Regions from separate parts of the Mus musculus genome. Here all the other regions are linked to region 1. Evidence: chromatin contacts called from public Hi-C and HiChIP or PLAC-seq data. All regions are on one chromosome and are shown on one strand. Each heading gives the region's core, a stretch centred on a gene start, on an enhancer-like site or on the middle of the called end of the contact. The rest is flanking DNA. Distances are from core to core; before and after follow the strand shown.

Region 1 (3,532 bases), core at 291-2,790:
ATAAAGGCCCTCAGTAAGGTGACTACATAAAATGCAACCCAAGCCAGACATTTTAGCGTGATGAAGGAAGCTATTCAGGACTCCAGGCTGTGGTGGCACACACCTTTAATCCCGTCACTAAGATGGCAGAGGCAGGCAGATCCCTGAGTCAAAAGCCAGCCTGGTCTACAGAGCGAGTTCCAGGACAGCCAGGGCTACACAGATAATCCCTGTCTATAAATTATATGTAATTATTATAAAATATATGTAATATTAGATAGATAGATAGATAGATAGATAGATAGATAGATAGATAGATAGATAGATAGATAGAAGGCCTACCTAAACAAAGAGAAGGCAAATCAAGAAGGGTGGGTGCTGGGTGGCCTTTGCCATCGGTGTTGATATTGACAAGGAATGAGTTCTACCCATGGAGCAATAACTATATAATAACTTATATCCCATACAAGAGACTTAACACAGGCACAAAGGGACTGGTTATCTGGAGGACATTAGTAAATCTCTCAGAAAAACTGAAAGAAGGCAGCAAGAGAGGTGGGGGCACCCAAGTTGAGATTTGATGGCTACAGAGGAACTGAGGCATGGCAGTAGGAAGTCAGGCAGAGGTCATCAAGCCCAGAAACTAGCCTCTGTGGGATGCTCAGGGAAAGGCAGGGTCAATCGGATATGCCTGCCATAGACCGCGGCAAGAATGACATGGGCACCCCGGGCTGGGTTTGGCCTACTGTGTAGACAAGCTGACATCTGTTTCTAAGTATGATTCGCCAAGTCAATTCTCCCCTCCCCGGGTTTGCTTTGTCTCTGCTGGGCAAGTGGTCTTCTCTCTCCATCAAGGACTCTCATCTGAGGAAGACACCACTTCCGGGTTTCACTACCAAATTCTCCCTGAGTCTCTAGCCACGGAGAAATGGGTTTGGATGATCACAGGAAGTACCTTTTTGGCAGTCCAACATGGCCAGAAATCTGAAGGGGGTGGATTTTAGTGGCTCTCCCTTTTTGATATTTCGCCTTTGGGAGACTCTTTCTCTGCTTACTTTCCAGGACTTACAAGTCCGGAGTTCCTTTGGACTTTAGAGACCTTAGGCTTTTAGAGACCTGAAGGTCACAGGATCAAAGAGGGACTTTCTCCTTTGGTCCTTAAGACCAACTGGTGAGGTAGGTTGAGAACAGGTAACAGTTAACAGGCAGAGAAAGGATTGACAGCTGCTGCCAGGAGCTCATCAGCCAGGCTTTGTATATGGAGCACCGTAAGCTTTCCAGCAGGAAGGAGGGGAAGGGTAGAAGGAAGAGGAGTAGCAAGCAGAAAGGGGGAGGAGCAGAATAGTGCCGAAGGACTAAACTAGAACTTTCTTCTTCGCCCCACCTCCAAACTTACCCCTCCCTCGCAACCCAGGGGGGAGAAAATGGGTCTGAGGCTGTGCGGTTGGGAAGGGCGGAGGGTAACATCTTCACAGATGCTGCAGCTTGGCCCTGCAGGGCTGCTGGGCCTTTGAAAGGCCACTTGTAAACTCTTGGTTCCGAACAGAAAGGCAGCCGGGAGGAGCTGGGGCGCGGGCAGGGGGAGGAGACCGGTCTGCCTTCAGTGCCTAGAAATCAAAGCAGCCAACCTTGGGCTTTTTCTTTCCTTCACACTGAGGCACTTTTATTGGCGAGATGAAGGGAGGCAGAGAGGGCCTACAGCCCTCGCTTCGCTTTTGGAGGTTAATGACCCAGTTAGCAGCTCTTGGCTGAGTTTCCGACATTTTGCAGACATCAAGCCCCGCGCCTCTGCCAAGTACATTCTGTTCCCTGGAGCCCATCCAATGCATCTCAGATTACTATGTAATGCGACAAAGAGGGAGAGGCGGCTGGGAGGGGCCCGGAGAGCTGGGCGGGGTGAGCGGGCGGTAGCCCCGAGAGCGGGACGCAGAAGCCGGCTGGCGGGGAAGAGGATGCCACTCTAAATACAGCTGCTCCAGGGGAGTCGCATCCCTCGAGGGGCTTCTTAGCTGGAGAGGGAGCCCGAAAGGAGGGTGGACAGGCCCTGTCCTCCAGGAATCCTGCCCCGTAGAGCCCGGCACGGTCCAGAACGCAGATGGGGGTGGGGAGAACAACCGGAGACCCGACAGGACAGCGGGAGGAGGAATCCAAGGGGCGGGCCTAGGGGCTCGGCTCCGCCCCTCCAGGCTGCCCCAGGCCCGTCCCAGCAGCTCCAGGGGTGAACAGCCTGCTGGCTAATTATAGACCTGAATGGAAAGCGGCGCTTTTGAATGATCTTGTTGCTCGCACTGCCTTCAGAGTCTGAGGAGCAGGTGCGGCCCTGCTATATACAAAGTGATTCATTTAAAAGCCCTCTGTCACGTACGCTCACTTACTGACACACAGGAATCCTTGTGCGCTCCACCACCCAAAGGATTCCAGAACTGGCTTAAAAGAACTTGAGCTCAGGGCAGAAACCAAGCGACTATTGGAACAACTTCACCACTCCTTAGTAGTCTCGCAGAGTAGATGAGAGAGGGTACTAGGCCTTTCTCAAAATGTTGAAAAGTAGGGTCTTTGCAATTTACAGCTGGAGAAACGGAGGCTGAGACAGAGTTTTGAGACGTGTCTGTGAGAGCGGGAAGTCAGTGTGAAGCTAAAGAGAAGCATGGGGTCCTGCCAGCCCCTTCCTCTGCCTGCCCAGACTGGAGCTTAACGTCTCCCATCCTGAACCTCTGGCACGGAAGAACACCCCTCCTTCTAGAATACCCCTCTTTCCTGAGTGTGGCACCTACCCGTTGCACCTCCCATCCCTGAATCCCACCAGTAAACCAGCTGAAGCCAGTTCCAGGCCTAGGAACTGGCAATCATGCCCATTTTCCCTAGTGTTCTGTATGAGTCAATCTGTTACGGCTCTGTCAGCACAATGCCCTGTGAGGAACTACAGAGGGGGCAAAACTTCCTTCCCTGTCAGCGTCTTACACCCACCTCGGGTTCACACTCACAGCTAGCCAAGACTTTCCATGACCTTGATGACCAACTGCAGTCTGCATAAGCACAATGGAGCCTCATGCCCATTTGATGGAGTCCTTGAAGAGTCTTGGAGGGAGGAAATGACTGGCTCATGGTCATCTGATGGTGAGTCTGTATGGAGAGAGCCCAAAGTGGGCCTGTCTGCATCCTGAGTTGAGGTCAACACACTTACTTCTTTCTTAGATCCGACCACAAGCCCACTCAGTCACAGAGAAATATTGCTGTGAGCAATCTGATTATTTGCTCTCTGGTCCCCACATCACCATACCAGTTTTGTCCACACTTATGAATCTGGGTGTAGAGAACTGTTATTTTTCTCTAAACATCTCTAAACCCAGCCAGTGCATCTGGCCTTAAATAGAAAGGCTGTCCGTCTCACCACCTAGGCCCACAAGTTCCACCTCACCTTTGCTGACCATTTTAAACTTAACATTTTCCTCGTTCAGTGTGAATGGTTAAAGAACCACCGTCGAAATACCGTGCTGAAAGAAACAGAAATTGGGGGGTAGAGATTATTTTAATAGCTTTTTACTTGCCTCTT
Region 2 (3,532 bases), core at 424-2,923, 960 kb after region 1:
GGTCTTTTATCTCCCAGTTTATTTTCACATCCAGCTCATCCTACCAGAAGTGCTTTAAAGGGATATCAAGAACAACACGTAATCAAGAACTCCACCCCCACCCCTACCCCCACCCTAATGCCACTCTCTAGAAGTCTATTCACACAGGACTTACCAAGATTCAGAAACTGCTCTTTGTTGTAAGAAAAGGCAATTTGGAGAACAGAGCAATTACAGTTCCAGCTTGGCTGGTGGAATGTGAAGAGTCAGAGAAAGCTTATTGGAAGAAATCATATCTGAGCTGAATGAGCAGGATCTGAGGCAGACTCTATTTTAGGGCAGTTGTGGGATTGGGGCAGAGCAGTCAAAGCCTTTCACCCAGTTTCTGTGGGAGAGTACTTGGGGCTTGCCTAAGTCTTTGAAGTTACAGATTCTCTTCTCTAGACGGAGAAATGGAGACAGGCAGAGTCATGGCACCAGGTCACAAGGAGGGGGTTCCACACATAAGTGTGACCTTAGGGACAAAATTGGCACAACCAAAGGCTGGCTAGTTTTTATTGTCCCCATAATTTTAAAATAACACTGTATATTTTGAAAGACTTAAGATTCACCGTGAAGCTCGGTGCTTTCCAGTGCACAGATCAAGCCACAGCGTTATTATCCTGGGGCATGGAGAGAAGACTACTTATCACTGGAGACAGAGGGCTCTGAACTCTAGCTGCTCCAGGTACAGAAAGTGGAATGGATAGACTCCTAGTCTCTTAGAAGTCATATCGTAAACATTGCCTGGGACTGTCTATAGACAGAGAAGAATGACTAATAAGGTCAACTTTCTGATCTAGTCATCATGGTAATAGACTGAGCCCTGCCCTGAGACTGACAGGAGGTCAAAATTAAAGTCTTAGCTTGTCCTACCAGGCTGTCAGTCATGGAGGGGAGGTTTCTCCAGTCTCACACAGGAAATAACATAATACATCCCTGAAATTTTGATCAAGACATAACAGTGAACGGCAGCCTTCAGTGCACTGTTTAATCAAATTCTCACCAGAAGCTACCTCACCATTAGAATAAATATAGATGGGAAAGTAGTGCTTCTTGGTTTCAAAGTAACCTTGAAAACTTTGAGTCTACTTAGTATCCTAGTGGAGGAATCTTGCCAAGGTCCCCTCCCTGACCCCTATAAGCTACTAACTCCTGGTAGGAGCTCAAGCTTCAAGATCACCTAGAGCTAAGAAGGTTCCCTGTGGGACAAGTTACAGGACCACATAGTTAAAGGGATTTTCCAATTGTCCGTCAGTCACACTTCTAAACCAGGGATCACAGAGTGCTCACATCCCAAGCAGGCAGAAGGGTAGCAAATAGGTTTCTTACAGTGCCCGTTTAACACATAGAGCAGTTTGTCCAAGTCTTCAGTTATTGAGTCAAGCCCTCTCTTGCTTCAGAAATTGCTTCCACCTGAGAGAAGAAACCAGGTATCTGAGGGTTTCGATAGTGCAGAGATGTGGGGTTATAAAAACAATTCAGAAAAAGATTGTACGTATTTGCAAAATAGATTTGCATGAAACCATTTTCAAGTTTGCACAATTGGCTGCAATACTTCTGTGGGAAAATTCCTAAAAGCCTTCGGGGCAGCTCGCTCTGCTCCTCACTGAAGTGGTTCTAGTGGCCCATGCTTATCTTCGAACTTAAGGAAATAAAGCAACATCATGAGCTAAGGCCCACATCAAAGAGCCATGTGTCAGCACTTCGGTGCCATGTGCTACCACAGTGCCATTTTCTAAGAGCTCTGGCTGGCCCCTCTGTTCTTGGAGGTAGGTGTGAAGTGGTCAGTCACTCCAGGGCAGAAGTTGGGATTCCTTGGTTCTCTCTCCAGATTGTGGTGAAGTCCTGAATACACTTTTTTCTTCCCACCTCAATTTCTCGGGAGAGGTCCTTTGCCATGTATGGAGCTTGTGGTCAAATGGAAATACTTGAAAGACGGCCAAGTGGAAAGAGGATTTTGGCCTACTTTGCATGGTCTCCGAGGACAGAACTGAGACCAATAAGATGGTCAGCGGTACCAAAGAGGACTCGGACTGTGGATAAGGTTGAACTGTGGAGAAAAGATGTCTTCTTAATTACTTAATGGTACTTCCCATGGGACAAGCCACCTAATTTAATTCTCTCAATAGTCCATAAAGTAAATATTATTAATTTTTTTTGTACCAGGAAACAGACCTGGAGAGGGCAAATAACTGGATTTGGGTTGCATCACTTCTGAGTGAGCCAAAACCAAGACTTCAGTCAAGCCAGTACTTAATCCCAATCATTTGTGTGCAACTGTCTCATAAAGTAAATAGTGAGCAACACTCCCTTGATTAAAGAAGAGGGAAAAAATACCCCAAAATCCACATTCTTTTTTAAGCAGTAAGTTACCAATGTGCTTTCTGAGTGATTAATGTGAGCTAGGTATGTGAGCCGAGAGGCTGAGGACTGGGTAGAGGACCAGCCTTCTTTGCAGTACAACAGACAGCAGAGACTTGTGGGGACAGTAATTCTCCAGGGAATTACCTACTGCACAGTAACCAGGTCCCAAATAGCTGATCAGCTAGCCAGCAAGAACACTGAGGCGTGTGCAATTAAGGATGCTATTAGCATGCTTTTGAAACATTTCTGATAAATAGAACTCACCCAGACAGAAATGGTTGTCTTCAGAGGCAGTAAGACTCTTGAGCGCTCATGACCTTGTGGAAGAATGGATGTTTTGATTTCAAACCACAGTGACAGGAGGCTCAGGGTGGCTGGGCAAACAAGGGCGGGCTTGGCCCAGAAGCACATGTCCGGGCTCCCAGGCTTTTGGGGGTTCTTCTCACTGGGCTTCCCAGCCTGCCCCTCCCCATGCTGGTGAGGGGCCTATTTTGCTCAGAACTGTGGCTCCATGAGGGATGGCTGAACTCATCTTTCATAGTCGCCCGTTTTTAATCCCCATATCTCTCTCGGTCCTGTGGACTCCCACTCGCTTCCTTAAAGCGATCCCACTATTTCTGTTTGTGAAGTTAAGGTATTTGTTCAGGTTATCTAAGGTTTCCAGTTGGAGATGGAAAGCAACTCAGAGAGCGTCTCATTTAACCACTGAGTTCTACAGCTGAAAACTAGCAAGTACAGATGTGAGTTGGTGTCCCAGAAACTGATGGACTCTATGCAGAGTGCCTTTTGTGTGCCGCTTCTGATGGTGAGGTGTGCCAGTTGCTATGACAACCTATGAAAACCAAGTCCCTCCTCTCAATGAATCTCTATGAGTTGAAAGGACATATGTCTTAAGTATAAGGAGGCAAGCAAGCTGGGATTCCTCACTTCGAGTGTTTTCTGATGTTAAGTGATAGGAAACATTGAATCACAGTGGTCTCTTCAAGATGTCAGTCTCTTCAATGATACAATAGGGCAAACTTGGATGGAACCTCAAAGAAGCAGGAAGCATCATAGCACATTTGGCACGGCTTTGTAAAGTTCCACCCACGTGCCCACAGTCTTGAGTCAGGGAGGAAGGTCTAGAGAGGAAATGTGAGGAGTGGGG
Region 3 (3,532 bases), core at 463-2,962, 920 kb after region 1:
AGAGATGAAATTAGCTCAGAATGTCAGGAGGGGTGTGTGCCCTGCCAGAGCATCTCACCTCAGTCTTGCAGGCAGTGCATCTGAAGAGGAATTACAAGGCAAGAGCGAGCCTTGATTATGTTTACTCTCTAAAGGGCTACATAAAGGAATGTACAGACTAGATGCTGCAGCTAGAGGAGATGAGGGCTTGAGCCAGGGCACCATGGGTGGAGGAAGGGACAGCATGGCTGAAATATTAACTTCCAGAGTTAAACTCCCAGCAGGTGATCGGCATGTGGCAATCCAGTCTTGAAAGAGTGCTTCTGAACTTCCTCACTGGAGTCCATGCAAAGCCCCTAATCAAGGCCAGACAGGAATTACCAAGACCAGATTCAGCAACAGGGAGGAAGGAATAGAAAAGAGAACTGCCCTTTGAGCAGGCTTTAAGATGCCAGCAGGAAGCACTGTCCTGGAGCTGTAGTTGGTGTTTGGGAAGGCGGTGGTACTGTATGGGAGGGAACTAGGAGCCAGAGGCAGAGATTTGGGACACACCAGGCTTCGAAGCGTATTTAGGAAGGAGATACAGACAGAAACTCAAAGTGGATTTTTGAAGAATCTCATAGGGATGTGCTCACATCAGGAGATGGGCAGTGGGGGTCCAGGAGAGATTTTTTTAAAGTGCTATGAGTTTGAGGTGGTTGGGTGCTTGCATAGCAAGAATAAGTCCCTGGATTTGGTCCCCAGATCACTGAAAAGAATTGATGAAGCAGTTAATTTTCTTTTAAAATGAAAATACTACTGCGGATCTGAGAATGAGGAAGACTGCAAAAAGGTAGTTTGATTTGGCAACGAGGAGGTCCCCAGAGACCATAGAGGAGTCACAGAAAGGGCTGCACTGGTGTATGGAGTATGTGCAGGGTATCCTGAGCCCAGTGAAGCAGAGTAGAAGCCAAGGGAGACCACTCCTGGCTACGACCAGTCCTGGCTAACTTTAAATTCTTTACCAGTCTAAGATTTTTTTTTTCAAATAGTTTTCTGAAATTGTTAACCCAGGGACAATTTATGGAGAACACACTTCTGCTTTGGCAGGGGACAGAGCAATGAATCACTGTCTCTGTCTTCCGGGCTTTTTTTTTTTTTTTTTTTTTTTTTTTTTTGGTCTAATGTCAGGGAGTGACACAGCAAATTAAACCAACAAGTGTGAAAGTGCTTAGCAGGGCACTCAACATTTAGGTGAGAAACTATTTTCATTTTCAAATTGCTATACATTAGAACCGAGAGGGAAAGGGTAAGAGGGTGCCTAGGGAGCTAGGAATTGCTCAGTTTAGCTAGGGGCTTCTTTTTGTTGCTGTGCTTTAGGTAAGGTCTCACTCCATAGACCAGCCTGGTCCTTAGCTAACAGCCATCCTCTCACCTTGGTCTTCCAAAGATAAGAACTGCCAGCATGTGCCACCTCACTGGGCTAGGGAAAGGCTTCTAAGAAGAGCTTAATTGGAACATGAAGTACTGGTGGGGTCTGAATATGCAGAAGCAAGGGTTATCGAGGCTAGGGACAGTTTTAGATGGCCGGAACCTGTACACTTAAACAGCTGAGTTTGAAAGCAAGAAGAATTGTTAGTAAGGGCCAAAAACAATTTAGTGGCTGTCTCATAGGAATAGAGCTCTAGAACCATGAGTCCTAAGGCAACAACCAGAAGCAACAGGCTCTCCTAAGAACAGGGGCCAGAGGACTTTGAGAGCCTTCCCCACCCCCATTCTGACTCATTGTGGGACTGAGTTAGGTTTTAGTACTTCATTTCCCTTGGTCAAACCAAGGCCATTTGAATGCACCTGCCTGCCATCTGTCACCTTTGCCTGGCCCAGTGAAGGTGGCCATTGTGAGGGGCAGGGAGCACTTGCTAATTATACTTCTGTGGCCAAGGCGCCACGTGAAGGCTTTTGGCGGTCTCACTCAAATGAAGTGGGGGCCGGCTGACTGCTCCGCCACATGTGGAGGCCAGCTTGGCTAGTCCTCCCAGTGAACCTCTAGTTTTGTTTTGAGGTTGCAAATTACAGATGTTGGTGGCTATTCTAAAAAAAAAAAAAAAAAAAAAAAAAGGTGGAAGGGGTGCGCTGAAGAGGAGGAGGGGTGGTGAAGTGGAGTTCCACCTGAAAAAGGGCACACACGACTTGACCCCAGCCTACTGTCCCCACTGTCCTTCATTTTGTCCACCTTAATTCCTCCCTCTTCATCCAAGTAGTTGGACTTGATATACCTAGCAAGTGGTAGGTTTCTACAAGGGAATAAAATGGTAGCAAGCATCACTATGAAGTTATGTGACTAAGGACTCCTGCTTCACCAAACAGTGAGCCACCTTGTTTATCTGCGAGGGCACAGGAGTTTGGCTATGTCAACAGTGACCAATAAACCATAGATCCCCGAGATATGTTATAACATCATTGTTCCTAAGAACTACAACACAGCAGGCACAATATTATAAAAAGAAGTAGAGTTTTCACCTATTGAATTTTCTTGGTCTCCAGAACAGATGGTGGTGGTGGTGGTAGTGATAATGGTGAGATGATGATGATCATAGAGATGATGGTTAGGTGTCACAAGTCATTCTGTATACTACAAAGTACTAAGAAACTTATAAATTCATTTTCTCCCAAAACATGTCTGAGATCCAAGTCAACATTTGAGTATTTGCCAAAAGGTAACTAACACATCTAGTGAAGTGAGCCAAGTACAGATTCATTAGTTAGAACTGAGCATAGTGTGAGTTCCGAGTTTTGCATTGTGGTCTCGCCCTTACCAGCTGGGTGACCTCGGACAAACCATTTCACTCCTCGGAGCTTTAGTGTCTTCATATGTAAAACTGTGTTAATAATAACCATCTCAGAAGGTTATTGTAGGGGTTTGATGATTTCATGTAAATAAAAAGGGACACTGTAAACTCTAAAGCATTATGCAAATATTAATTACTATCTATACAAGAATGGGCTGTCTGCAAGAGTGAATGCCAGTGCTGAGAGGCAATGTGTGCTGTGCCTGAAAGAGCATTTAATTTTGAATCAGAACACAGGGCTTCTATTTTGGTCTTGCATGTCAGGTGGCAGAGGAGAGTGACTTTCAACAGGCAACACACAACCAGCAGTGCACTTGCCTGTACAAAACAACTGCCACCATCCACCTGTCACCTTGTCACCTGTGATAGGCTAAATGATGGCCTCGGAGTTGCTCAGGACCTAACCTCCAGGGCTGTGAATGCCTGCTATCTCCCTGTTCAGATAAGATTAAATCGAGAGTTGAGAGGTGGAAACTCATCCTAGATCATCTTGAAGGGACCACATAAGCACCTGGATGTTTATACGGTGGGGCGAAGGAAGAGTCGGGGTTGATGACAATGCAGAGAGCTTTGAGTGATGGACTTTAAAGACTGAGAAAGAGGTTCAAAACAAAGAGAAGCTGAAGAGACAAGGAAAAGAATCCCACATCTAGCCTCTGGAAGAAGTCCTTCCTGTCCTTCCTGGTAATGATTTGACTTAAGCCCAGACAATATGACTAAGACTT
Region 4 (3,532 bases), core at 762-3,261, 900 kb before region 1:
ACAGTTATTCTTATAACTTAGTATGCTGAAAACTGTACTAGGACCTGGCAAAGGGGAACAGAAACTGGACAGGACAAAATTCCTGCTTTCATGGAACTTAATGTCAAGCCAGAGAGATGATAACAGGGACCCACATTATTAAACAACTGGGCAAGTTTTTTAAGAATTGTCTGCAGTAAATGATCACTTAGGGACATAAAGAATCAGTTAGGGAAGGTTTAATTTGGGAATTAAATGTAGGCAATAAGATTTATAAGCTGAGCATCCCTGGGGAGATGCACTCTAGGCCTTCATTCCCATAAATACTTCTCTTTTCATATAATAGAGCCCTTGACAAGAGGTAGTAGGTTTTCTGGGCACTGGAAATATTTCAGTGACCACGACAATGAGATCCTTCTCTCTCCTTTTTACAACCTAAAAGAAGAATAAAGGACTGCAAATAAGCAAAGGTGTGTAAATAATCAGATTTATTACAACAGCAATACACCTATTGCTATATTTTATATATAGTCTATATAAAAATAGAATAACATAACTGACTTAACAGTAGATATTAGACGAACTATTTACAAATGCAGGATATGTGAGCCAACTACAAGGAACACTGGAAGAGAGGGAGGATGGCTTGCAGAAGACCGGAGGTTTGGGGTAGTGTACTTGAGAAACAAAACTGGATGGGGAGGCAGCTCAGGGTTGCAGCACACGCCTTGCATGTGCTTAGCTTCTGGACCCTATCCCTAGCACCAAGAAAACAAACAAACAAACAAACAAACAAACAAAAAACTGAAAACACAGCCCACAGAATGAAGGCCAAAGTAGCCAGAACGGCGTGTTTTCTAAAAGGAGCGTTGAATGTAAGGGTGAGAAGGAGCCAGGGGCAGTGTTTCACACTTCATATTAGGCTGGTGGACTTTTTTCTAGCTGCTAAGAAGCCATTGTGGCCATCCTTCGCTCCTCACACCCTTGTAAGCTCCCCTAGTCGTAGGGGATGACTACACGGAAAAGATGACATTAGCCAACATGTCGACTTAGATTAGAGGAGTACCACAGGTCACAAGGGTTTAACTTCAAGGGGAGGTTGCCTTGGAAGTTTAAGAAGACCTGCTGTCTCTATGCTGCACTGGTACAGGGGTAAAAGAAAACACAGACTATACTGGGAGTCTTCGGGGGGAAGGGGTGTATTTCAAACCAGGGCTGGGAAGCTATTTTGAGAATGAATACTCAGAGACTTTGAGGTAACCAAAAGTTTTAGTATAAGGTGGGCAACAGAGGGGCAGCACACAATATAACTGAGGAAGAAAAAACAATATTAAAAATCTGAAAGCTCACCAAGTAAACAGAACCAGGAACCAACAGAAGAATGGTGAGTGCCATGTGGAACAGTGTTGCAGTTAGACTTAAGGGAGATTGTCTACCAGGAGCCTGAACAAGGAGGGAAATTTGTTTGGAACCTTCTAGAATACCCAGTGAGAAGAATCTGAATGAGTTACTCTTAAGATGTAGCGCTTAGCTATTTAGAGGACCTTTCACAATGTCCAGACACAGTTTTAGTTCCCACAATGTGGAGACATCTTCTAGACCAGGGATGTTAACATTAGCAGTATACAGGAAAGTTTCTCTGTCTCTGTCTCTGTCTCTCTCTTTCTCTCTCTCTCTGTCTCTGTCTTTGTTCCCTCAAATGTCAGTAGTACCATGTCTGAGAAACTCTGTCCTTCATTCTCCATTAAAAAGACAGGGACAGACACAGGACACAGAAAGACAGGGCCAAAAACCTTATCAAGTGTGGGAGATCAGGACCAGGCTTTTCTGGCAAAAGGTGAGTATTCTTTTCTGAGAGACACTGAGCTAAGTAAGAGATGATGATGCCTGGGAGACAGAAAGGGTAGGAAGCCAATGAATAGATGAAACATCTTCTGTAAGAGCCATCTCGGAAAGTAATTGCATAGAATGTGGGGATGTGTGAAGAGCGTACCGGTTTGGCTGAAGTAGGCTTATCCCTGTCTGGGTGTTGCACCAATCTGTGCACAGATGGCTGGCTGGAAATGTTGGGGAAGCATCTGCTGCCCGGGCTGGTTATTACACTTGTACCAGAAATGTGTCAATTGTCTTTTTGCAGGAGCGGATACAGGCAGATGAAGTGATTGCCATCTTGGATCAAGAACAGCGCGGGAAGCATGGACTGAATATTAACCCCAAAGATGAGCTATAGAAAAGAGAGTGCTCTATTGAATATTTATTTAAATAGATGATCTTATGAGAACCTTTTTATTTTTGTACAGAGCCGTAGTATAAATTAACAGGATACTAAGAGTCGTTAGATTTCTCCCCCTGTTCCCAACTTCGCTTCATTTGCTTTCTTCTGGTCTTCATTGTTTTGCTTCAGTTCATCATTCAGAGCCCATTCACACCCTCAAGCACACACCGCACTGAGTCACAACACCCACACTCTTCATGTCACACCAGTAAACATGCAACAGAATTTACACTACAGAAGTGCACACAGGCCATGTACACATGGCACAAACTCCCAAATACGCCACACATACATAAGACAAACATAAACATACAGAAACACATACCACCCAGATACACAAACACTACATGGCACACACACACACACACACACACACACACACACACACACACACACACACACAGTTACTTTGCAGCATATTCAGAATATCAACATGATCAGCCTGCACTCAGCACCCCACAGCTAGAGTGTGCCCCGAGGTCTAAAGATAGGATGTGAATTGGTCTCAGGCTTCTATGGTTTGCTGCCTTTCCCCCATCACCTTTCATGGTTCCATTGGCTGAGAGTTCAGACTCTTCACAGCAAGTTTGCCTTGTGTCTACAGGAGCTCCCAGGACACAGTCTGCCAAGTCCCAAGAATCACAGAGAACAGCATCTTTCAGGCTTGAGGAAGCCACCACTGGATTAAGGACTATGGCACGGGGTCCCCTTGGGTAGAATGTTAGGACTGGTGTTTTCAAATGAAGTTCTGATTCCCCTCCACAGTGCTCTGTAAGAGGGGACACCTAAACAGGGGTTCCAGCAGTGTAGGTTCACCCCCAGTGGTGATGGAAGAATGAATACCTTAAATTGCCCTGCCCTAGGCACTATTGCTGCTGGAGAGGGGCTCCTGCTGGTATAAATTCAGAGCTGTTTCTCACAGGCTGCACCTCAATGGCTTCTGTTGGGCAGCCTCCTCTTCCTGCTGCTGTCAGCTCACACAGGCATGCTGTGTCTGAAGTGTTTAATAAAGGGATCCTTGTTACAGAACTTGTCTTCCGATGCACACCTATTTTATCTTCCAATGATGTTTTTGTAACTATCTGGGACAACCCAGGAACACATGGACCATGACAACTCTGCCAGCAGACAGTGGTCTGCAAGAAAGTGGGTAACTTGCTTTGGAGGGAACAAGACTGGCTAGCGAGCTGGAGTGTTAATTCAGAGAACTCAAAGACTTCGGGGTTCACTGCAAAGGCTCTGCTCTCAGACCACACCCACTGTTGCAATGTGCTCCAG
Region 5 (3,532 bases), core at 533-3,032, 880 kb after region 1:
CTGCCTTGCTCATTAGCTCTTGGCTGTCAGAGTCCCACACGCCTAGGGCAAGCCTGGTTGGGAAGGGGCAATTCCATTAAAGAAGGTCCATGTTAGGAGATGAGGTGAGTACCGGGTGTTTTCCCAAGCCAAGGCATTTTCAGCCCTAAGGTCTAGCCTGAGCAGGACTTCCTGGTGAGATGCTGATGGTGCAGGAAAGGAACCTGTCATGACCTGGGTGTGCAGGATCTAGCTCTATTCTCTGAGAGGGGAGGGCAGAAGGGAGGGCTCAGCGAGTTCTCTTCTGTAGGTGGAATTATGCAGGCAGCTTAGTGTTTGTTGTATGAAGCACATCCTGGCAGGATGAGAAGAAGTGCCAGGAGCTGAGAAGAGATAAGCCTGCTTCCAGCTGGGATCTGGGCACAGCCCTGCAGCAGGCAGCAGGTTTTCAGGATTCCAGAGGGAGTGCTTGGCTGCTGAGGCAATGCCTTTTCAGAGCCTCAGTTTGCTCCATTATAAATAGCTATGATTTACATTGCCTTGCTAGCCTGGGGAGACTAAGCATCCCTAGCCTAGGGGATGCTCCTGGCCCAGCCTTCCAGTAGTCACCTTATAGGGAGCATTCTTGGCTTCTGTTGTACAGAGGGGGAAACTGAGGTTTTGGGAAGCTACGGCACTTAAGTCTGGGATGGAGTAGGACCAGAGGGCTGTGGAAGTATTGAGAGGCCCACTAAAGCTGGTCTGGCCCTGGCTTGAGCTCCAGTCTCGTTTCCCTTGTGTCTTGCCCTCTGCCCATATCATTGGCCTGGCTTACTGTTCTAGATGCTCTTGCTGCGTGCACATAATCTCTTTTTCTCTTCGCTAAGTTCTAAACTCTAGACAGGAGCCTTTAATTCCGTCTTGCGACCCAAGTTGCCCTCCCTCGATTGGAGTTGATAATATGCTCCATTGCTACTTGCTTACCTTCAAAGCTTTGAAGGCAAGGGAGTGGCCCAGCCTCTTGGAACCCCACAGAGTGTTGTCCTTGAGAAATGCTTGTGGAATGGTGAGTTAACCAGCAGACTAAAACATTCAAGCTCGTGGCTGAGGCAGAGTTTGCTCCTAGACTCCTGGGAGGGAGAAAGGCATCTGTTGTTCAACAGTCGTGGTCTTGAGGAGGAACGGGAACAGCACCAGCTGTTTATGGGAACTTCTGTGATTAGAGCAGTCTGAGGAGGCAAGAGTTCAAGACACCTGTGTTGTCCAGGTTAACACTTTAGGTTTTCCTCTCCCCTCCTCCCTTTTCCTGTGAATAGAAGTATCCTAACTTATCATTTAGTTGTGAAGAGGACGACATAAGTAGGTTTCTGTAAGGTGTGTCTAGGAGGATTGACACCTACAAAGCCTTTGATAAAGGATAGTCACTAGCTAGTACACAGGACCATTTCTTCTCCTTGGAGCCAACTAGCACCTAAGGACAAAAAAAAAAAAAAAAAAAAAAAAAGGAGTATGGTAGGAAGCCCCCGATTTGGACCCTGAACTGTCTTCTCAGTGCATGAGTGCTGTACATTTTAGGGAGGGTTATCCAGGATTCCAAATGATGGTTTTTAAAAATGGTGTCTGATCTAGCCCGAGGCTAAGTCATTCGTCCCTTCCAATTATGTAAGTATTCAGCAGCAATTCAGGAGTCAAGTGAGTCTAGTCCTTGGGCCACAGACTCTGTTCTTGTGACCTTCCTTTTAGAAAGCCACAGGTGTAGGGGTGGTGAAAAACAGAGGCTGGGAGGCTGGGATCCTCCCAACTTGGATTTATCCTCTGACTCACTCTGTGATCATGGGCCATTTGCTCCCTGTGGGAACCAGTCACATGAGCAGAACAGGCTAGTGCTCAGGCTGTTGTGGAACCAAGGGTGCACCACAGTCTGCACTCTCCAGATAGTAGGTTCTCTCTCTTTCTCTTTTCCCCTCTCCGTCCCTCCCTTCTTCCCTCTTTCCTCTCCTCCCTCCCCCTCTTCCCTCCCTCTGCCTCTCTCCCTCTGCCTCTCCCTCTCCCTCTCCATCTCTCTCATCTCCATACCTGCCTGTTCTGGAGAGAGGGGTAGGAGGAAGCAGCTGAGACAGAACATGGTAATTTCTGTCTTTCCTAGCTTGAAAACAGCCCAGGAAAATACATAAGGCATATGTCATAATTGTCATCTTACAAAGGTAAAAACTGATGCTCAGAGAGACCGAGAGGCCCAAGGTCCCCTTGCTCAGTGAAGACCGCACTTTTACTTTCTCTATTCTGAATTTCTTAGCCAGTGATTCTTAGGACTAGTGGTGGCTGTGGCTGAGTGGGTTCCTTCACCAAAACGAGGTCCTTTACTCCTCCTGATCTGGTTCCCTTGTCCCTCTTGTCCCCATTCGAATCCTCTAAGAGTAGATGTGATGGGCTACAACTGGGACTAGTCCACTGAACAGACCTGGAAAGAGGGTGATTTCCCCATTGCCATCCTGTGCTCAAACTGTCTTCAGGTCCTCATGTAGCATCTTATGAGCAAGCCTTCATGTAAGAACCTGGGGGACTTCAAGCTACTGTTCTCCTGGGACTCTAATGCAGAGTACTGGCAAGGTAGACAGTGGCAGGAGCAACTGAGGCCAAGTGTGACAATGAGACTCCTGAGCTGCATGGTTGACCTGCTTGGAGGGGTTGAAGACAAGTAATTGGGCAGAAAGTCATGCACCTGGAAGATCAAAAGATAAGCTTTCTAAGAGGCGGGCAGGTGGGCAGGGAACAGTGTGAGTCAAGAAGTTGGAAGAATCCAGGCAACTCTGTTGAAACCTTTCTCGTTTCTTCTGTCTCTGCCTATAGTGTTCGCTGCCCCCGCCCTCTCAAGTCTCCAAAGGCTCCCAACTGGTCTCCCCACTCGGCTCCATACACCCCTACCTGGATCTCCACCTTCCTGTTCAGTCCTCTCCCTCTTGCTCCGGTTTGAGCACGCAGTGCTGCACGCCAGCCAGGTGAAGCTACTCAGTCTTCCTGCTCCTGTACTTTTCCACTGTTCACTTTCTCTTGTGTTCTGTGCCTGTGCACCATTCCTAGTTCTGCAAGTGCAAGCCCAGCTTCAGACTTTCAGTCTACTCCAAATGGACCTCCCTTAATCCTACCTCGGTATATATGGGGATGTCTGGTCTGATCTCCTATTTTTTTTGGGGGGGGTGGGTATTTGCAGCCATTTGAGTGTTAGCTACTTCTCTTCCAGTTTTACCTCCTGGAGAGACTGGAATCATCTTGCAGTTAGAAAAGGGATCACATTCAGATCTGTATTCCTTGGTGCCTTGGGGGCCACTTTGTTTTCTCCAGATTTTACTAGGGAAGGAAGGGAGACGTTCAAGCGCTCTAGAATCTAAGCCTCGGTAAGATCAACCATACACTCCAAAAGAAGCTGAGCTGTAATAGACATGCGGATAAACACCTTCAAAGAATGGTGACCAGAGGGGAAAAGGCTTGGCAAGGGGGTGTAAAATAGGAAACCGAGAAACCAGGTATGAGGGAGCTGGCAGTTGTTTGTCTTATGCTTGGTAACAGGAGTCAA
Region 6 (3,532 bases), core at 699-3,198, 860 kb after region 1:
GTCCCCATAATGCTTTTCAATGTTGGCTGGGACCCTAGCCCGCTCTTGGTAGTTGTGATAAAGTCCTGTCTGACAGAGTTTGGGTTGAACATTGTTTTTTTAACCTTCACGGATCACTGCTGGTGCGAAGGCTTGTGGGCAAAAGCAGTTCCCAATGGCCCTTAGCCCTGGGCAGTACCGCTTCCCTATCGCCCTCAGGGGCTGTTCTGTGGGTCTTACAGCCCTTCTTGAGCACAGCTATACTTAGCTGCAGACACTCTACAGGGGCCCAGCCTCCAGAAATAGGATTTGAGTTGCGGGGCAGGGCTTGTCTGCCCCAGCACGAGTCCTACTTATCATCAGTTCTGAAGCTGAGAAATCAAATCCATGTTTGAGTAATAATATCCAAGTAAATATACAACAGTTCAAAGCCAACACAAGGTTGCTGGTTTCAGAACTCCTGCCCCTGCGCTAGCGCTTAAGTCTCCGTTGTAGCGCTGGGAGTGAGGCAAAGGCAGAGAGCACTTCCCATTTTACAGATAGAATCTGGGCCTCAGAAAACAGGCCACCCGTACAAGTGTCACCGCTGAGACTGCTAATAATCGGTCCCAGACTTTTCTCCTCTTCCCTGTACTGTTCCATCCTATCCTGTTTGATCAACTCTTCAGTCCTTAGATTTGAAAACCAAGGGTTCCCCTGACCCTCCCCCCTCCTCCACACACATACGCACAATGTCAGGCTTGTGGTTTAGGAACCAACAATTTTGACAAAGACACAGTTAAGATTCTCTGCAACAATGACCAGGACAAGTTTAAATAAAAGTACGAATTCTCATTTGAAGCTTTAGAGGAAGACATGGAGCGGCTTTGTTTGTTAAAACTCAGGTGGCATGAGTCGAATGGGCTTTCAAAGTACTTGTACCAACTAATCTTTCAGATGTTTCTAGTGGGGAGCAGAGCCTGATCTGGCTGTACTTACACGTGTGGGCCAGCTGTGGGCCTTTTTTCCTTACCCCGTGTTACTGATATTGTGGCCTCAATAGCGCTGTGGTGCAAATACTTACAGCCAATCTTATATTTTTATTTATTTATTTATTTTTAACCACTGTAGAAACAGTTGTTAAGCATTTCCCAGGCACCCAAGCTAGCAACTAATTGAGCCTGGCACCAACTGGTACCCAAATGTTCTCTGTCATGTGTACAGGCTCATCTTCAGGATTGGTTTTGGCCTCTAACCACAAAGTCATACCTGAGTGCCATTCTTTAAGTGGGAAATTCTTTCCATCTGCCTTTGCAAAATCATGCTGATGGGTTTCCACTAATAATAGTCCTCTGTGTGCATGTGGAGCTTGCAAAGAGTCTGCATGGCCCTCATCACTTTCAAGTTTCATGTGATCCATGGGGCAGATGCCTTCTCTCCTTGGTAGAAAGAAAAGGGTCTGACAGGGAATGTGACTGCTCCCACAGTCAGAGGCCTTGCAAGTGGCAGGTGGACCTTGAGCCATCTTCAGCTTCCGCGTTCTGTGCACCTGCCTCTCACCAGCTGCTTCCTTCACCTCAGACACTTGCTAGATCACTCACTTGCTCGCAATGCCTGAAGGTTAGGCTGCTGTCGGCAGCATGGAAGCGTCTAGCAGCCATTTGGGGTTAACACCAGTCTTGGACTTTGACAGGAAGGAATAGACTCTCTAGCTTGGGGGTGTAAATATAAGCCACCCATTTCGCTATTCTGCCGAGAAGAAAGGTGTCCACTTTTGTTCCCTGTTGGTGCTTGGTTTTCTGTGATTCCGTTTAAACGCTGTTATGGGGACCTTGTGTTTTTAGGTCCTTCTCTCAGTAAGAACTTGGAGCCTCTCAAATGACCCAGCATAAATGGTCCGCTTCCCTTCTTGCACAACCCCCACCCAGCCTTGTTACTGCCCAGCGCTGTATTGATTGGAAAGCATTTCACAATGCGTTTTCAAAACATGCTGAAGGTCGAGACTGAGTGACTCATAGGCCGTCACATTTCTTTCTGCTTTAGTCCCTCTGGACTTTATCGGTTAGGTTGGCTAATGGAAGTCCCTAAAGAAACTGTTAACTGCCCAACCTTGGCCAGTAGGATGCAGGATTAGTAGGTGGCTTCACAAAATAATTCCTAATCACGTCTGTGGCGATGGACCTGTGGAAATCTCTTTGGTTTTTGAATGCCAAGTCTCTAGAAGAATAAGAAGTCAGGAGAGGGTTCCCGAGCTCATTTTGCCAGCTCTGGCTCCCAGAGCATCAGAGAGCCGACAACGTCAGGTGAGCGAGTCAGCTGATACCCGAGGCTCTCCTGCTGCTCTGGGTGATCTATGCCACTCCATTCGTCTGGGGAACTTGGGGCCATGACCCTGATCCAGGCCTTCAGAGCTGGCTGCCAGAGGCTAAAGGATGTTGTCCTGGGCAGTGAAGAATGCCTGGGAGCATAGTAGTAACGGATAGTTCCGGGTAGCAGTGAGGGTTCTGGGCTAACACACAGCCTTATCTCCACTACCTGAGGTTTTTGACCAGTGGCTCGGCCAGTTAGCATCTTGATTTTCTACCACCTGGTAAAGGAAGGTCTTCCTGACACTTTATTTCCCAGGCTGGCTTTGAAGAGCAAATGATAGAATGTATGCAGAGTATCATCAGGAAGAGCCTGCAGCATGACTCCTTATGGACTACTAGAACACTTGGCTTTGAATTATTAATTAATTAATTAATTTTTATTTTTCATAGTTTCCTAACTTTTTAAATTAGATATCTTCTTTATTTACATTTCAAATGTTATCCCCTTTCCTGGTTTCCCCTCTGAAAACCCACTACCCCTTCCCTCCTCCCCTGCTCATGAACCTACCCACTCACTCTTCCTGGCCCTAGCATTCCCCTACACAGGGACTTAGAGCCTTCACAGAACCAAGGGCCTCTTCTCCCCTTGATGACCGACTAGGCCATTCTCTGCTACATATGCAGTTGGAGCTATGAGTTCCACCATGTGTTTTCTTTGGTTTTGTCCTTGGGAGCTATGGCAGTACTGGTTGGTTCCTATTGTTGTTCCTCCTATGGGGCTACAAACCCCTTCAGCTCCTTGGGTCCTTTCTCTAGCTCCTTCATTGGGGACCCTGTGCTCAGTCCAATGGATGGTTATAAGCATCCACTTCTGTATTTGTTAGGCATTGGCAGAGTGTCAGCAAGTACTTATTGGCATCCACAATAGTTTCTGTGTTTGGTTATTGTATATGGGATAGAACCCCAGGTGGGGTAGTCTCTGGATGGTCATTCAGCTTTGGAATTCTTTACATGCAAGCTTTTTGAACCCCTAAAAAATACTGTTCTAAAAAAATAATCTGTCATAAAAATTAAAGCTTCCAAGTGAGTCATCTAGAATAGCCTTGAGGTTGAAAATGTGCTTAGTGACCCTCCCCCACACTCCAGGATTTTACTCTTTCAGTATTGTGAAGGCCCTTTCCCTTTAGCAGTCACAGAAATAGTATCCCAAAGCTAGGGCAGTAATAATGCTGTCTGCAGGTCTATCTCACCAGCCTAGCTCTCCT
Region 7 (3,532 bases), core at 335-2,834, 800 kb after region 1:
ATCTATTTCCATACTCCTGATGCATCACCACACTGATTGTCATACTGCCTGTACAAGTTGCAGTCCCACCATCAATGGATGAGTGTTCCCCTTACTGTTGTATCATGACAGCATGAGCTGTCATTTGTGTTATTGATCTTAGCCATTCTGGTGGATGTAAATGAAATTGCAAAGTAGTTTTGATTTTCATTCCCCTGATGACTGAAGATACTGAACACTTCTTTAAACATTTCTCAGCCATTTGAGTTTTCTCTTTTGAGAATTATGTTTAGATCTGTACCCCAGTTTTTAATTGGGTTTGTTTTCTTGATACCTAAGGTTGTTTTCTGTTTAGTTATATATTTTGGATATTAGTCTTCTATCAGATGTAAATGGATAGAACTAGAAAAAGTTATCTTGAATAAGGTAACACAGAACAAGAAAACCAAGCCTGATCTTTTACACAATGAATAAAAGGCTAAAGTAGGGGGGTAACACCCTATGTCTAAAGAGAAGTAGTTTCCCTCCTGCCTATTTCCCAAAGGCAGGAGGAAAAAAAATACACATTCATGAACAGCATCAATATGTTTTTATAGTGATAACCTATATAGATAAGGTGTTAAAGTTTTCTAATGTATATTCATTTATCTATACAAAATATTTACACAAACACCTATAACTTATCCTACCTGCCTTTGGCGGTCTGGTGAGATGAGATCTCAGACTGTGGGTCTCACTGACCTGGAACTGAACAATTCTTCTGCAATGGGCATGGCCATGGCCACCTTCTTTACTAAGAGAAAATTCTATGGTACAAACAGACAGACAGACAAACAGGCAGGCAGGCAATCCAGATCTTACTGGGTACCTTAGACTCAGGGAAAGGTCAAAGGTCTTGGAAGTTTACTTGTCATTCTCTGGAATGGGTAATTCTTATAATTAAAGGTAACAAACGTCTGCTGTGGTAGTGTCTGCCTTTAGCAATCAGTAAACAAAGGCAGGGCCATCTCTGTGAGTTCAAGGCCAACATGGTTTACATAGGGCATTTCAAGCCAGGTAGTGAGACTACCATAACCACTACCACCACCACCACCACCACCACCACCACCACCACCAAAGCAGAAATCAATAAAGGATCATTAGACAGCAACTTGCTAAGGTTCAGCCTTCTGTACTAAAGGAGTGTCTTTCCCTTTGCTATGGCATTGCATTTGCTGAAGCAGAAATGTGTGTCACTATGTCCCAAAGGCAAAAATATATACATTAAACAAACAGGAAAAAAAAAAGACAAAAGAAAAACCCACCAACAGTCACACACTGCAGGTGTACAGATTGTCCCCCAGCCGGCCTCTCTGTGCCGACATCCTGTGAGGTTGCTGCATCTGTGAGGAGCAGGGGAGAGAGAAAGGCTTCCTCAGGGAGCAGAAGTCAACATTTTTTAGAATTTATCATAATCTTGCAGGGCCTCTGTGTCCTCAGACTAAGTCTTCCCTCTTTGGGAGCAATCTCTCCCTGTCAGCTATCACACCTCCAGTGTAGATGCCCTCTTGCCACTTTCCTAGGTGGCCTATGAACTCATGAAGGCAGCAACTGTGGTACCGTGTACTAAACAGAACCTCCCTTGAGACAAATCTACAAAGCATTTCTTCATTGATGTGACACAAAACACTAACTTTTGGAGAGTGGGCAGAAAATTCTAGAATTTCTATTCATGCTTACCTTTTAGCCAGAAATATAAGCGATGCCAACATTTATTATCTCTTAAGGCCTAGATTAGAGAGTTATATACATATAAAATATAAAACTATAATATAAAAATATAAAATGAAAAAAGTCTTGTTATGACTATTTGTTTTTGTTTTTCTGTGTTGATTAAAAATATTTGGAGATCACAGCTTCAGTGGTGAGTTAATGATTATTGCTTGAAAAATCAGTAACTCAAAAGAGTTTTAACTTTAAATAGGAAAACCTAATGCCTAAGAAAAATATGGGATATTTGTTTTAACCAATAAGCAAATATACATACTGTGGCCAGCTTGTATATTAAAGCTTACATACAGGATCTTGAGAGTTATTTTAGCTTTCAAAGATCATTCCCCATGCATGTATGGAGAAGGATTTTGAGGAAGCTGAAATTCTAATGGTCACAGTATAATATGACTAAAGAGACAGGCTACGGGGAGCTGGGCACTCCCTGACTTCTGGCAATGAAATTTGACACCATTTTTTTCTGAAGGATATCTTGACAAATTTATCAAGACTTTTAAAACATACTTGAGACAGATCTGGAAGGGCCTAAAGACATTGGGAAGGAGAAAAAAAAAGGAGAGACCCCCCCCCAAAATAAAACAAAAACAAACAAACAAACAAACAAACAAAATCCTGAATGAAAATCTCTGGTCCGGCAAGGCCATCTTTGAAGTTTAAAGATTTATGTAGCTATTTACCCAGAAGAATGATAATCATATTATATCTAATACTAACAGTCATATTCAACCCTAGTGCCAACCATATTTAACTTTTGATACATGTTTTATAGCAAGTCAATGTAGCAAGAGCCAACCATTAAATTTGATAGGCAGACACAGATGTAATTACATTGAAAGTTAGTTCTGTAAAATTAGAATGGGTCATCCAGAGTGAGTCTATCAGTATGAGGCCACATAGGAAAAGCCTGCCTAGAGAAGGCGGGGCTGTAGAAGTACATGTCCACTTTAATCCCAGCACTCAGGAGCCTGGTCACGTGGAGCTCTGATTTGGAGGCTAGCCTGGCCTACTGAGTGAGTTCTGGGACAGTCAGGACTACACCGAGAAACCCTGTCTTGGAACACCAGAAGGGGGGGGGGGTTGGTCAGGTGTAGATTTGTGTGACCACCACAACAGTCAGAACCAGTAGTCATCACCTCAAAATCCACTTGGGCTGCAGGTTGGAGTCATGTGGCCTTGTTCCTGGCCTGCACCTGAGTTTAGGAGATTCTTGCTGCCATATTTCCCCTTCCCATAGTGTTATGTCAATGTAGTCAAGCAATGCTGCTGAGTTTTGTCCCCGGCCTTCAGCTGTTGGTTTATTCTTTTAAGAACTCAAGGTGTTTTCTCTCAAGGGAACCATGATCAATCAGAACTCCTATCATATCTGTATAAGGGTTTTTCTGTGAAAACAGGACGTGCCGCTTAAGAGGACTTTTGGTGTTGGGTGAACCTATCAAACCTTTACATTCCCATCGGCAACATATACAAGAGAGGGACAGTGATATTGGATTCTTGTCAGCATTTGCTATTGTTAGCTTTTACAAATGATTTCCTATTAATGACTCAAATAGAAACACAGCAACCACAGTGTGCTTTGTTTTCCTTCCTAATGAGCATCCCATGTACTTGCTTGCCATCCATGCATCTTCTAAGATGCTGCACTTATTCATAGTGTAGGTACATTTTGAACAATTAGACAAGCTTCTTACTCCTGAGTTCTGAGTGTTCTTTATATGCAGACAGAAATGCCTTCTTAGATATGACTAGCAAGAGTCTCTGTTCTTTACCTTGCTCTTCTCTCTTA

Evidence for each region. Hi-C and Micro-C count contacts between places; a contact is called where the count stands out from the background. HiChIP or PLAC-seq counts read pairs in DNA pulled down with a chosen protein or histone mark.
Region 2: a FOXA1 HiChIP or PLAC-seq map of pancreatic cancer cells shows a contact between it and region 1. The contact joins the enhancer-like site here to the promoter of A230028O05Rik in region 1. A contact is called at or near these places in 2 of 39 promoter capture datasets (the C10 cell line and liver), 3 of 484 Hi-C or Micro-C datasets (all in liver) and 11 of 115 datasets of contacts at active chromatin or transcription factors (Th17 cells, astrocytes, bone marrow-derived macrophages and 8 more).
Region 3: a Hi-C map of bone marrow-derived macrophages shows a contact between it and region 1, with 11 read pairs. The contact joins the enhancer-like site here to the promoter of A230028O05Rik in region 1. A contact is called at or near these places in 2 of 39 promoter capture datasets (the C10 cell line and the SN4741 cell line), 1 of 15 datasets of contacts at CTCF or cohesin (large pre-B cells), 4 of 484 Hi-C or Micro-C datasets (CD4 T cells, the HPC-7 cell line, bone marrow-derived macrophages and 1 more), 12 of 115 datasets of contacts at active chromatin or transcription factors (acute myeloid leukemia, bone marrow-derived macrophages, cardiomyocytes and 7 more) and 1 of 9 other capture datasets (embryonic stem cells).
Region 4: a Hi-C map of cerebellum shows a contact between it and region 1, with 4 times the contacts expected there. The contact joins the enhancer-like site here to the promoter of A230028O05Rik in region 1. A contact is called at or near these places in 4 of 39 promoter capture datasets (the 3T3-L1 cell line, 3T3-L1-derived adipocytes and pre-B cells), 4 of 484 Hi-C or Micro-C datasets (the C2C12 cell line, cerebellum, embryonic fibroblasts and 1 more) and 1 of 115 datasets of contacts at active chromatin or transcription factors (large pre-B cells).
Region 5: a FOXA1 HiChIP or PLAC-seq map of pancreatic cancer cells shows a contact between it and region 1. The contact joins the enhancer-like site here to the promoter of A230028O05Rik in region 1. A contact is called at or near these places in 2 of 39 promoter capture datasets (the C10 cell line and embryonic stem cells), 1 of 15 datasets of contacts at CTCF or cohesin (large pre-B cells), 13 of 484 Hi-C or Micro-C datasets (B cells, bone marrow-derived macrophages, cardiomyocytes and 7 more), 11 of 115 datasets of contacts at active chromatin or transcription factors (acute myeloid leukemia, astrocytes, craniofacial prominence and 6 more) and 1 of 9 other capture datasets (embryonic stem cells).
Region 6: a contact with region 1 is called in a FOXA1 HiChIP or PLAC-seq map of pancreatic cancer cells. The contact joins the enhancer-like site here to the promoter of A230028O05Rik in region 1. A contact is called at or near these places in 2 of 39 promoter capture datasets (the SN4741 cell line and embryonic stem cells), 2 of 15 datasets of contacts at CTCF or cohesin (large pre-B cells and pro-B cells), 18 of 484 Hi-C or Micro-C datasets (the C10 cell line, the MNK3 cell line, adipose-derived mesenchymal stem cells and 13 more) and 13 of 115 datasets of contacts at active chromatin or transcription factors (the HPC-7 cell line, astrocytes, bone marrow-derived dendritic cells and 7 more).
Region 7: an H3K27ac HiChIP or PLAC-seq map of cardiomyocytes shows a contact between it and region 1, with 12 times the contacts expected there. The contact joins the enhancer-like site here to the promoter of A230028O05Rik in region 1. A contact is called at or near these places in 1 of 39 promoter capture datasets (the C10 cell line), 1 of 15 datasets of contacts at CTCF or cohesin (pro-B cells), 9 of 484 Hi-C or Micro-C datasets (the C10 cell line, double positive thymocytes, large pre-B cells and 5 more), 11 of 115 datasets of contacts at active chromatin or transcription factors (DN3 thymocytes, bone marrow-derived macrophages, cardiomyocytes and 7 more) and 1 of 9 other capture datasets (embryonic stem cells).

What each region holds. Positions count from the first base shown.
Region 1 is chr16:25,057,647-25,061,178 of GRCm38.p6, reverse strand. It overlaps A230028O05Rik (RIKEN cDNA A230028O05 gene), which reads right to left and starts at 1,540. Exons shown (of 3, transcript NR_040374.1): 1 at 1,376-1,540.
Region 2 is chr16:24,093,077-24,096,608 of GRCm38.p6, reverse strand. No RefSeq gene overlaps it. Among named protein-coding and RNA genes, the nearest start is that of Gm31583, 4.8 kb to the right of the region's middle. Within about 2 kb of position 1,673, at least 33 of the 459 cell types and tissues checked have an H3K27ac peak or open chromatin away from gene starts, as enhancers often do. A contact at or near this core is called in Th17 cells and pancreatic cancer cells, where this site is marked.
Region 3 is chr16:24,134,286-24,137,817 of GRCm38.p6, reverse strand. No RefSeq gene overlaps it. Among named protein-coding and RNA genes, the nearest start is that of Gm32126, 24 kb to the left of the region's middle. Within about 2 kb of position 1,712, at least 77 of the 459 cell types and tissues checked have an H3K27ac peak or open chromatin away from gene starts, as enhancers often do. A contact at or near this core is called in the HPC-7 cell line, acute myeloid leukemia and bone marrow-derived macrophages, where this site is marked.
Region 4 is chr16:25,959,035-25,962,566 of GRCm38.p6, reverse strand. P3h2 (prolyl 3-hydroxylase 2) reads left to right here. Exons shown (of 15, transcript NM_173379.3): 15 at 2,117-3,283. The coding sequence ends at 2,209. Among named protein-coding and RNA genes, the nearest start is that of P3h2, 150 kb to the left of the region's middle. Within about 2 kb of position 2,011, at least 29 of the 459 cell types and tissues checked have an H3K27ac peak or open chromatin away from gene starts, as enhancers often do. A contact at or near this core is called in cerebellum and pro-B cells, where this site is marked.
Region 5 is chr16:24,173,036-24,176,567 of GRCm38.p6, reverse strand. No RefSeq gene overlaps it. Among named protein-coding and RNA genes, the nearest start is that of Gm32126, 15 kb to the right of the region's middle. Within about 2 kb of position 1,782, at least 32 of the 459 cell types and tissues checked have an H3K27ac peak or open chromatin away from gene starts, as enhancers often do. A contact at or near this core is called in muscle stem cells, myocytes, pancreatic cancer cells and 1 more, where this site is marked.
Region 6 is chr16:24,198,362-24,201,893 of GRCm38.p6, reverse strand. All of the region lies in intron 1 of Gm31814 (a long non-coding RNA gene), which reads left to right. Among named protein-coding and RNA genes, the nearest start is that of Gm32126, 41 kb to the right of the region's middle. Within about 2 kb of position 1,948, at least 76 of the 459 cell types and tissues checked have an H3K27ac peak or open chromatin away from gene starts, as enhancers often do. A contact at or near this core is called in bone marrow-derived macrophages, fibro-adipogenic progenitors, granulosa cells and 3 more, where this site is marked.
Region 7 is chr16:24,257,828-24,261,359 of GRCm38.p6, reverse strand. All of the region lies in intron 1 of Gm31814 (a long non-coding RNA gene), which reads left to right. Among named protein-coding and RNA genes, the nearest start is that of Gm31814, 3.6 kb to the left of the region's middle. Within about 2 kb of position 1,584, at least 9 of the 459 cell types and tissues checked have an H3K27ac peak or open chromatin away from gene starts, as enhancers often do.